Regions from separate parts of the Ovis aries genome. Here all the other regions are linked to region 2. A link is a contact called in public Hi-C data. All regions are on one chromosome and are shown on one strand. The core of a region is the stretch at or near the end of the contact, and the rest is flanking DNA. Distances in the headings are between cores, read along the strand shown.

Evidence for each region. A called contact is a pair of places that touch in the nucleus more often than the background predicts.
Region 1: a Hi-C map of liver shows a contact between it and region 2, with 2.9 times the contacts expected there. The contact joins the promoter of FRMPD1 here to the promoter of TRMT10B in region 2. A contact is called at or near these places in 5 of 16 Hi-C or Micro-C datasets (hypothalamus, liver, mixed tissues and 2 more).
Region 3: a Hi-C map of liver shows a contact between it and region 2, with 5 times the contacts expected there. The contact joins the promoter of SLC25A51 here to the promoter of TRMT10B in region 2. A contact is called at or near these places in 5 of 16 Hi-C or Micro-C datasets (blood, liver, mixed tissues and 2 more).

The regions. Positions count from the first base shown.
Region 1 is chr2:51,167,218-51,170,190 of ARS-UI_Ramb_v3.0, forward strand. It overlaps FRMPD1 (FERM and PDZ domain containing 1), which reads right to left and starts at 1,630. Exons shown (of 17, transcript XM_042243233.2): 1 at 1,588-1,630; 2 at 1,246-1,368.
Region 2 is chr2:51,005,482-51,008,419 of ARS-UI_Ramb_v3.0, forward strand. It overlaps TRMT10B (tRNA methyltransferase 10B), which reads right to left and starts at 1,371. Exons shown (of 9, transcript XM_012120824.4): 1 at 1,250-1,371.
Region 3 is chr2:50,873,638-50,876,541 of ARS-UI_Ramb_v3.0, forward strand. It overlaps SLC25A51 (solute carrier family 25 member 51), which reads left to right and starts at 1,486. Exons shown (of 3, transcript XR_009599199.1): 1 at 1,486-2,157. LOC132659163 (a long non-coding RNA gene) reads right to left here and starts at 2,423. Exons shown (of 2, transcript XR_009599201.1): 1 at 2,334-2,423.

The DNA.
Region 1 (2,973 bases), core at 380-2,879, 160 kb after region 2:
TCTGATTATGATCATTGTGATTTGGAATCCTGCTTGGCACAGAGTAAACAGTCAGTGAATTTAACTATTACTATTTCTGTGTTTTGGCTCCTCTTCCTGGAGGTCCATTTCCTTTCCTTCTTTCTGCATCTGGCTGGTCCCCTCAGGAGGGGCTTTACTTTGCTCCTGGCTCAACTTAATCCTGAGAGCCAAAAACAGAACTTTGCCACACCAACACTTGTGCTTTGTCCACTAGGATACAAACTCATATACCCTCAAGAATTAAGAGATTATGCATCCATCTTTCTGAACCCAAGTGAATCATCACACAGGCATTTTTCTAAGAAGATGAAGAAACTCTTGGTCAACACAAAGGAAGGACAAGACTTGAAAGGAGTTATCCTGAGCCAGAAGGTTGACTTCCTGAGCACACCTTGTGCCTACGTGCTTCCAGTTACTTCAGGAACAAAGGTGGGAGTTTCCATACACCTCTCAGAGATTCTGACACCAGTGTACTAGACCTAGTAAGAGTTGGTTATAAAGCATTTATTCAATTAGGCATATATATATATACCTTTCTTTATGCTTCTCAAGGAATCTTTCATTTAATTATCAAAGGCACCACTTATTTAAGACTTCAGAAGAAACTGGATGTTTTTCACTTGGCTAAGGCAAGTTTCTATGAGTTTCTATGACTCAATGGTTCATAGCCTCAAACTCAAAAAAAAAAAAAACCCACCTCAATTCATCCACTTAACAGTTACATTCAAAAACACTTCTGGAGAAGGGAATGGCAACCCACTCTAGTATTCTTGACTGGAGAATCCCACGGATAGAGGAGCCTGGTGGGCTACAGTTCATGAGGTCTCAAAAACACTGCGCTGCTGTCAGGCCTCTCCCAGCTAAGCTCCAGGTGGTACTCTTTGCATCATTTCCAACACTCAAATTTGGGATAATTTCAGTACAAAAAAATTAATCAAAACTATTGGCTAAAAAAACATAAAAACTTGTCCCAAATGTGATCATTTTATTATGAAGTGAAAACTAACACTGCTTTGCCACCCACCCACCCCGACTCCAATCCTTGGAAATGCTTCCTTCTGACAGACCTGAGCTAGATCCATAAGACACAATGGTGAGCCATTGTGCCTCAGATGTCTCCACTTCTAGGGTGACTTAAAGTAAATCTGTATACTAGCTTGGCTCCTTTTTGCTGAAGGCCTGGAACAGATGGCTGATTGCCACATGCTCTTAATATACACTCACCTGCTTCCTTCCACTGATGTCTGCAGTCTTCACACTTCACAGAATCCCAGAGCATCAATCCTGGAAGGGACTTTAGAGACCAGCCAATCCAAGCCCTCATTTTACAAACAGGGACACTGGAGCCTACAAAAAGGAAAACACTTGTTCAAGATCACACAGCTCATGAATGAAAGAGTTGAGACTAGAACTGATGAGCAGGAGACTCATCTCCCTGGGGTGTCATCCTTCTTCCAACTGGTTCTCATACTCTCTGCCCTAGTTGGCTTTCCTACACTTGACACAAAATCCACACCCTCTTGAGGTGTGCCAGCAGCCTGTGAGGCTCACCCATAGTGCACTAACCTAGCTCAGCTGGCCCAGGGCTCTTTCCCTGCAGAGGAATGGGTGTCATGTGACTTGGAAATACACACTGTGTAGGGATGCATGTGACGTTCACGTGTATCAGTCATTGCATGTCTTCCAAGTCCATCAGGCTGAGAAGGAAGCAGAGCCTATGAGTCATATATAATGTCTCAGACTTCTAAGTCTTTTCTAGGCTTACAATTTCAGGTTACCCAACAACAAAAGCTTTGATACCATTCCTCAAAATCAACTTATTTGACAACAAGCATTTACCTAGGAGACACTTACTGAACAGTTCCCATCTGCTAGGTACTATGAGATTAAAAATGAGCAAAACATGATGGCTATCCTTTTTAAGGGACAGAGAAGAGCACATGCACAGTGGCAAGACACTGTGCTCAGTGCTCTGACACTCTCACAGGAGTAGGAACAGATCATGCAGACACACAGCTAAGCCAGCACAGGAGAGTTAGCGAAGGCTTTTCTTAATTTTTAATTTTATTTGTTTTTAATTTAGTTCCTCCAATTTTACTATAATATAATTGACAGAAAGCACTATATATGCTTCAAACAGTTTACTAATTTGACTTGCATACATCACGAACTTATTACAGTAAATTTAGTGAACATTCACCATCTCATGTAGATACAAAATTAAAGAAATAAAAAAGAACATTTTTTTCATTGTGCTGACAATTCTTAGGATTTACTCTCTTATCAATTTTCATATATAACATATAGCAGTGTTATATTTCTCATGTTGTATATCACATCCCTAGAACTTATTTATCTTATAATTGGAAGTTTGTACTTTTTGAATGCTTTCATTCAATCACCCCACTGCCACACCCCATCTCCAGTAACCACAAATCCTATCTCCTTTCCTATGCGTTTGTTTTTGAAGTATAGTTGACCTACAAGATTATGTAAATTCCTGTTACACAAAATAGTGACTCAGTAGTTCTGTACATTTCAGACTGATCACCGCAATATGTGGTCTGTACGCCAAAAGATATTATATAACTCTTGACTATATTCTCCACACTGTACATTTTATATGTGCGACACATTTATTTCACAAGAATTCTGTATCTCTTAATCTCCCTTACCTATTTCTCTTCTCTCCCAAACCCCCTCCTCTTCAACAATCATCAATTTGTTCTCAGCATCTATGACCCTGTTTCTGTTTTATTTTTTGTTCGTTTGTTTTAAATTTTACCTATAAGTGAAACCATGCGGTATTTGTCTTTTTCTTTCTTTCTGATTTCACTTTGCTTAATGCCCTCTAGGTCCATCCATGTTGCTGGAAATGGCAAGATTTCCTTCTTTTTATGGCTGAGTAATATTCCATTGTGTATTTATACCACTTCTTTTTTATCCATTCAT
Region 2 (2,938 bases), core at 121-2,620:
GCAGACTAAGAATGGTATAACCTTTGCTCATGGCTACTCCTCTGAGTCCAGTGTGCTACCAACATAACAGGAAACATGTATCTTTGAAAAAGTAAATCTCTGTAACGATCCACTGAAATTAAAATGGAGTAAGAGTTCAGGCAGACAAAAATGGAATTGGGTGGCCACTGAAGATGTGGTCTGAGGCAAGTCTCTGCACCACTGAGAACTTGAACTTTCTTTGAACTATACCAGACCCCCAAGGACACTATCAGTCATATTCAGAATAACACCAGCCAGCTGCAACCCTACAGTCTCAAGATCTCCTTTCATAACTATGCAACCATTTCAGACCTTAACCAATCCTTACTAATAAGCACCCTTATTTCTTGCCAGCTCCAATTACAATTCATGATAAGTAACTCATGTAACTAACTGTAACCTTGCAGTTTTTACCTTTATATGGTTTTCCCATTTTGTCGTCTGGTGGAACACACTTCAAACGTTTCCTGAATTTATGTCTCCCATGCTACACTCCTCGATTTGGCTAGAATAAAACTCTCTTCTATTCCTATTATAGATTGCTTATTGATTATTTTCTTGAACACTTACAATGGCCTACACTGTTCATGATCATCTATTGTTGTCTGAACTATCTGGTCCACTTGCTGTTGCTGTTTCTTAAATATACCAAGGATATAGCACCTTAGGGTCTTTGCACTTGCTGTTTTTTCTACCTCAATCCTCTTCCCCTGGATAATTATACGACTACTACCTTCCTCACTACATTCCAATCTTCCCTATCCAACATGGCACACATCTTCCTTATTTTTTGGTCTGAACGTCCCCACTCCTATAAATGTTATGTTTGTATTGTTCACTATATCCTCTATGCCTGGAAACACGCGTCGTACGTAACAGACGCTCAATAAAGAATTGCTGAATTCATAAATCCTTCACTCCACCCCATCTCTGAGTTGACGGAGCCCTCAGAACTTTTCAAACCCATATTTCACCTGATGAATATATCTCTGGGCGCTAAGTAATGCACCAGCCTCTGTACTCTTCTCTTAGCTTTTCATTCTAGGTTTTAGCTACCAAAGCCGGCTCCTCCTCCGGCACCTTCAGCATTAGAACACCCTGACCCCAAGCTCCAGGGTACCCCGACAGAGGCCCCGTATGGCCCATAGGCTGCGAAAGCGACGGGAAGCAGAAAGGAACAGCATCAAGAGTCTGGGGTCACACAAGTGCAGGGCGAGCGCCTGCTTACCAGGCTTCTGCCACACGGTCAAACGAGGCTGCAATCGGACGCCGGACCCTCATCCCGATCCCTCCCGCCAACAAATACCCAACGTACCTGAACCAGTCTCTCTCGCGGCGGAAGCGGCACTCACCAAGTCCCGCCTCCAACACCACTTCCGGTTCCCTCTCCGAGTAGCATTCTGGGAGCTGTCGTTTTCAGCCTGGCTGGTCGGGGTGCGGCCAAGGCTTGGGCTTAGGCTGCCAAGCGCTCGGTGGTAGTAAGGAGTTGCGTCCCGCTACCAGGTTCCTGCGCCTCGCTGAGCCTCGATTTCCTTGCCTGTTCGCTGGGGATACAATCCCAACAGCTTGCCTACCGCCTAGCGCTGCTGCAGATGACCAGGCGCTTTGATGGCTGTTAAGGTCTGAACACGGCGAAACTGGACTGAAACCAGACGTGAACCTCCCCTCAAATGGCATCCTGGGGACCTTGCCTTCCCTTGGGCTCTCTTCGCTCCCCCATAACCAGCAGAGCCCTCGGGATGACACAGTTCCCCTCACCACAATCTGGTCATCCAGGATAACAGATATCCTGGCTTGGGCAAATCACAAATGAATCTAGCCTCTGGCCACTCTTCCTCCTTGATCTCATCTCACAAATCCACGGGGAAAATGACTCTCGAAGACCTAAAATGTCTTGTCCAAGCGTTGGCCTGATAAAAACTATCAGCCACTCTTATTCCTTCAGCCTTAGATGTCTCATCCTTTTGAGAGACCCTACCCTGAATGAGCCTGAAATATCTACTGTCCAAGAAACCACAGCCTTGTTGGATTTGTGCTTGGCCCCACAGTTTTCCTCTTTTCTTTCCACAACTTCTCCAGCACCTCCCACTCCCAGTCCATGCCTTAATCCATCCTTTATCTGCCAGTGGAACAACTTGTAAAATACTGAAACCAAACATGATTTCCTCCCCCAGAAGGCTTTTTTCTGAAACCCAGCTCTAAAGTCTCTTCTTTGCTCAGAAGTTGGCCTTGGCTTTGTACTCAGCAGCACTTGAAAATTGGCTAAAATGGTCTTCAGTGGCTCCCACCACACCTACCAACTCATGCACCTTGCACTCAGCTGTACCGAACACCTTTCCTGTGAGCTGGTGACCACTTCCCTACAGAAAAGAGCACCCAGCTGGTGTCATTGCCCACTCTGCTCCACCCCCATCCATTTACCAGATGATTATGGGTGTCCCTTACTCCCTCTCAGTGGTTTCCCTTTGTGCTTGAAGGTTAAATCTAATCTTCCTAAGACCTTGCACAGTTTGGTTCCTGGATACCCTTCCAACTTTATCTTTCACTCTTCTTCCAGCTTGCTGTGTTCCAATCACACCCATCTTCTTGAAATGATTAAAACACACCAAATGTTTCAATGATTTGAACAGTACTTTGCAAGTACTGTTCCCTTTTCTCTCACTTTTTAAATGCCTGGCTCCTTCTCACACTTTTGGTTTCAGCTTAAACCTTCCCTCCTCAGAGAGGCCTTTACTGATCCCCGCTAGGGAAGATAAGCTCATCCCAGCCCCATCTTGACACTCTTCATTTTCTTTATTTCACCTTCACCTCTCAGAAATCTTTTTTTCTGTCTTCCTTGATAATACATCTATCATGCAAATGATTATATTCCCAGTGGCACTGCACAGTAAATATTCATCAACAGGATAAACAAATG
Region 3 (2,904 bases), core at 236-2,735, 130 kb before region 2:
ACACTGGTTAGATGCCAGGTGCCTGCATCTGACTGTCAAGGTTTGCAGTATCAGACCCCACCACCTGACCTTTATAATTTTACCTTCTGCTATGACTTTCCTCACTAGTCCAAATTCCACTCATTCATCCTCCAAGGCCCAGATGACTGCCTCCTCTATGAAGCCATCCCTGGTTCTCTCTTAAGGGGAAAGGCCCCTCATGCTTCTGAATTTTCCGAGTTTTTGCTTTTACAGCCTTCACTGCACTCTAAGCTCCCCCAAGAGAAAACAGTATCTACAAAGTGCTCTCAGGGGAAATGCCCAGGGAGAGCCACCCACCCTGTTTCACTCCAGTGGAGTTGCTTATTGGGGTTCGTCCAATACAGCTCAAGCAGTCAGTATCTACAAAGTGCTCTCAGGGGAAATGCCCAGGGAGAGCCACCCAACCTGTTTCACTCCAGTGGAGTTGCTTATTGGACGAACCCCAAGTAAAGAGCATGTTGTTATTGTTTAGTTTTAAGTTGTGTGTTACTCTTTTTTGGGACCCTATGGACTGTAGCCCACCAGGCTCCTCTGTCCATGGAATTTTCCAGGCAAGAATACTGGAGTGGGTTTTCATTTCCTACTCCAGGGGATCTTCCTGACCCAGAGATACACCAGGGGACCTTCCTCACCCAGGGATGGAACCAGTGTCTCTTGCACCTCCTACATTGGCAGGTAGATTCTTTAGCAACGAGCCACCTGGTAAGCCATCACATACTTGATGATCCTCCAGAGGACCTCGCTCCCAGGCTGACCTTTCCAATTCCTTCGGTCCCTCACATCTGTGTGCCTTCCAGTTGATAAGAGTCAGATCATTATTCCCAGTGATTCTTACAAAGGCCAAGGGATGCATGCAAGGCAGGTGTTACTTTTCAGAGGTCTGGGGCTCAGGATCGCTATGATTTGACCTAGGCCTCCTAACTCCAAGTGCAGTGGAGTCTGAGACGTGCAAGTTGTCTGAAATTGAAGGAAACAGGGCTTTTAAATAATCTGTTATTTTAGAGCACACACATTTATATATTCTAAAGGTGTTTTGTGAACTGCAGTATCAGTAGCTGACAAAAGGCAACTCCAAGCATTTGATGAAATCTAACCAATGATACAAAGGGTAGTGAAATGGGGACTTGGAAGGCCTAGGCCCACGTGCAAGCTTGCCATCCACAACTGTCGATTCCCAGTGGTCCTCCCACAGGCTGTGCACTAGCAAAAGCGTTGGCTGTTCGTGGCACCGCAAGGCCACCATACACCAAGGGTACGCTATTCCAGCAAGCGGAATCCCAAAGCCTGACGACAGGTGTGATGGGTGATCCTACACCTGCCCTGCGGCGGCAAACCGCTGCCAGGACTTGGGCGGCATCACCTGACCCTCCGCGGGATTACCGAGAGGCGGTGCGGCCGCGTCTCCCTCACGTGACCGGGCTCGGCGGCGTCGACCGCGTCACGCTCCGCCCAGAGCTCCGGGTCGGTCAAGGTCTGCGCCTGCGCCGGCTCGCAGGCTCACCAACCTGCTGGCGGGCCGCTACCGGGCGTGGAAGCCGGGCGCCCGCGGCGATGGGTGAGTGGGGAGGCAGGCGAAAGGAAATCACGGGGTTCCCCCGACCTCCGCGTGGAGTGCGTGAGTGGAAGCACGAAGGAGGCTCTGAGGAGGCCGTCTGCCCGGCCCTCTGGCTCGGTTGCTCGGCGCCCACCCCCTTCCGCGCGCGCGCGCGCTGCCTCCCCTCGGTGCGCCCCGCTGTTCCCGCGCGCGCCATCCCGGGTGGGGTCCGCAGTCGCCGGGGCCAGCTCTACGCTCCCTGCCCTGCCGCCCGCCACCGGGCTTTTCCGGGCCGAGGGCGCCGTCTGGCTGCTGGGAAGAGCCTTTTCGGCAGAGGAGGCTCTGCGTTCATCTGGGCGCGCCCCGGGCGGGGAGGTGCCTCCCGGCGAGCCCTGAGAGCTGGGCGGGGAGGGGCCGGGCTTTGCCTGAGTCCCGGGAGAGCGGCGCTGGGACCTCTGAAGGGCCCCTGCTATCGCGGGGCCTGGGGTTCCAGGACCTCTGGTTCCGTTGAATGTCAGGGACTGGAGAGGCCTGGAAGATCCGGTCCACTCCCCTCCCCTCCCACTTAACCACAGACCGGGGAAATGGACGCCAGGGGAGCGGTAAGTTCAGCTACCCTGCCAAACAATGCTTGTTCTGCGACACCATGTTGCTTCGCGTTGCGAGAAACTCCGTTGTACTAGGCTGGTTTTTTACCGTGATGGTAGGGAAGTGGGGGTGGGCATTGTTGTGAATTGAACATCTCTGTACCAATTACTAAGCTTATCTAGTAGCTTACCTAGGTGGAGCGTGTCGATGCCTCAGCAGTATTTACGCTTTTCTTTTTTGCCACTTACAGCTGTGCACATCTGGTCTTAATCCCCACCTGCAAGCAGTGAAACAGAAGCCCTTAAAGTAACTCTGTAGTGCCCTTGTTTTGAAGAATTCCATAAAATCAAAAGATGTCAGTACTGGTTGGGCCCGCTAGTGGTTCTAGAGCACAGGTTAGGCGCTTTGGATCTGGAGTCACCTCGAGTGCATCCCAGGGAAAGATCACAAGCTGTTACCTTTAACAGGCAGTGGATTTATCTGGTCTCTCCTTTGGTAGATTAAAGTTAGCCTAGAGAAGTGGAATTTTTAAATTATAGACATTGCTTTGTATTTATAGTAGCAAGATAGTGTCCTAACTAGGACTAGAACCCAGATTAATCTTGCTCTGAATGCTGACTCAGACCTGCTGACTTGTGGGAGTCAACATCCTTTGAGAATTACAGTTGTTTTCTCCCCAGTTTTTGCACAAAGACCTTTGTGCTGGCTCACATCTCGGTCTTATCCCGTGGGCTGTAAATTACAGTGAGCATTTAGACTTT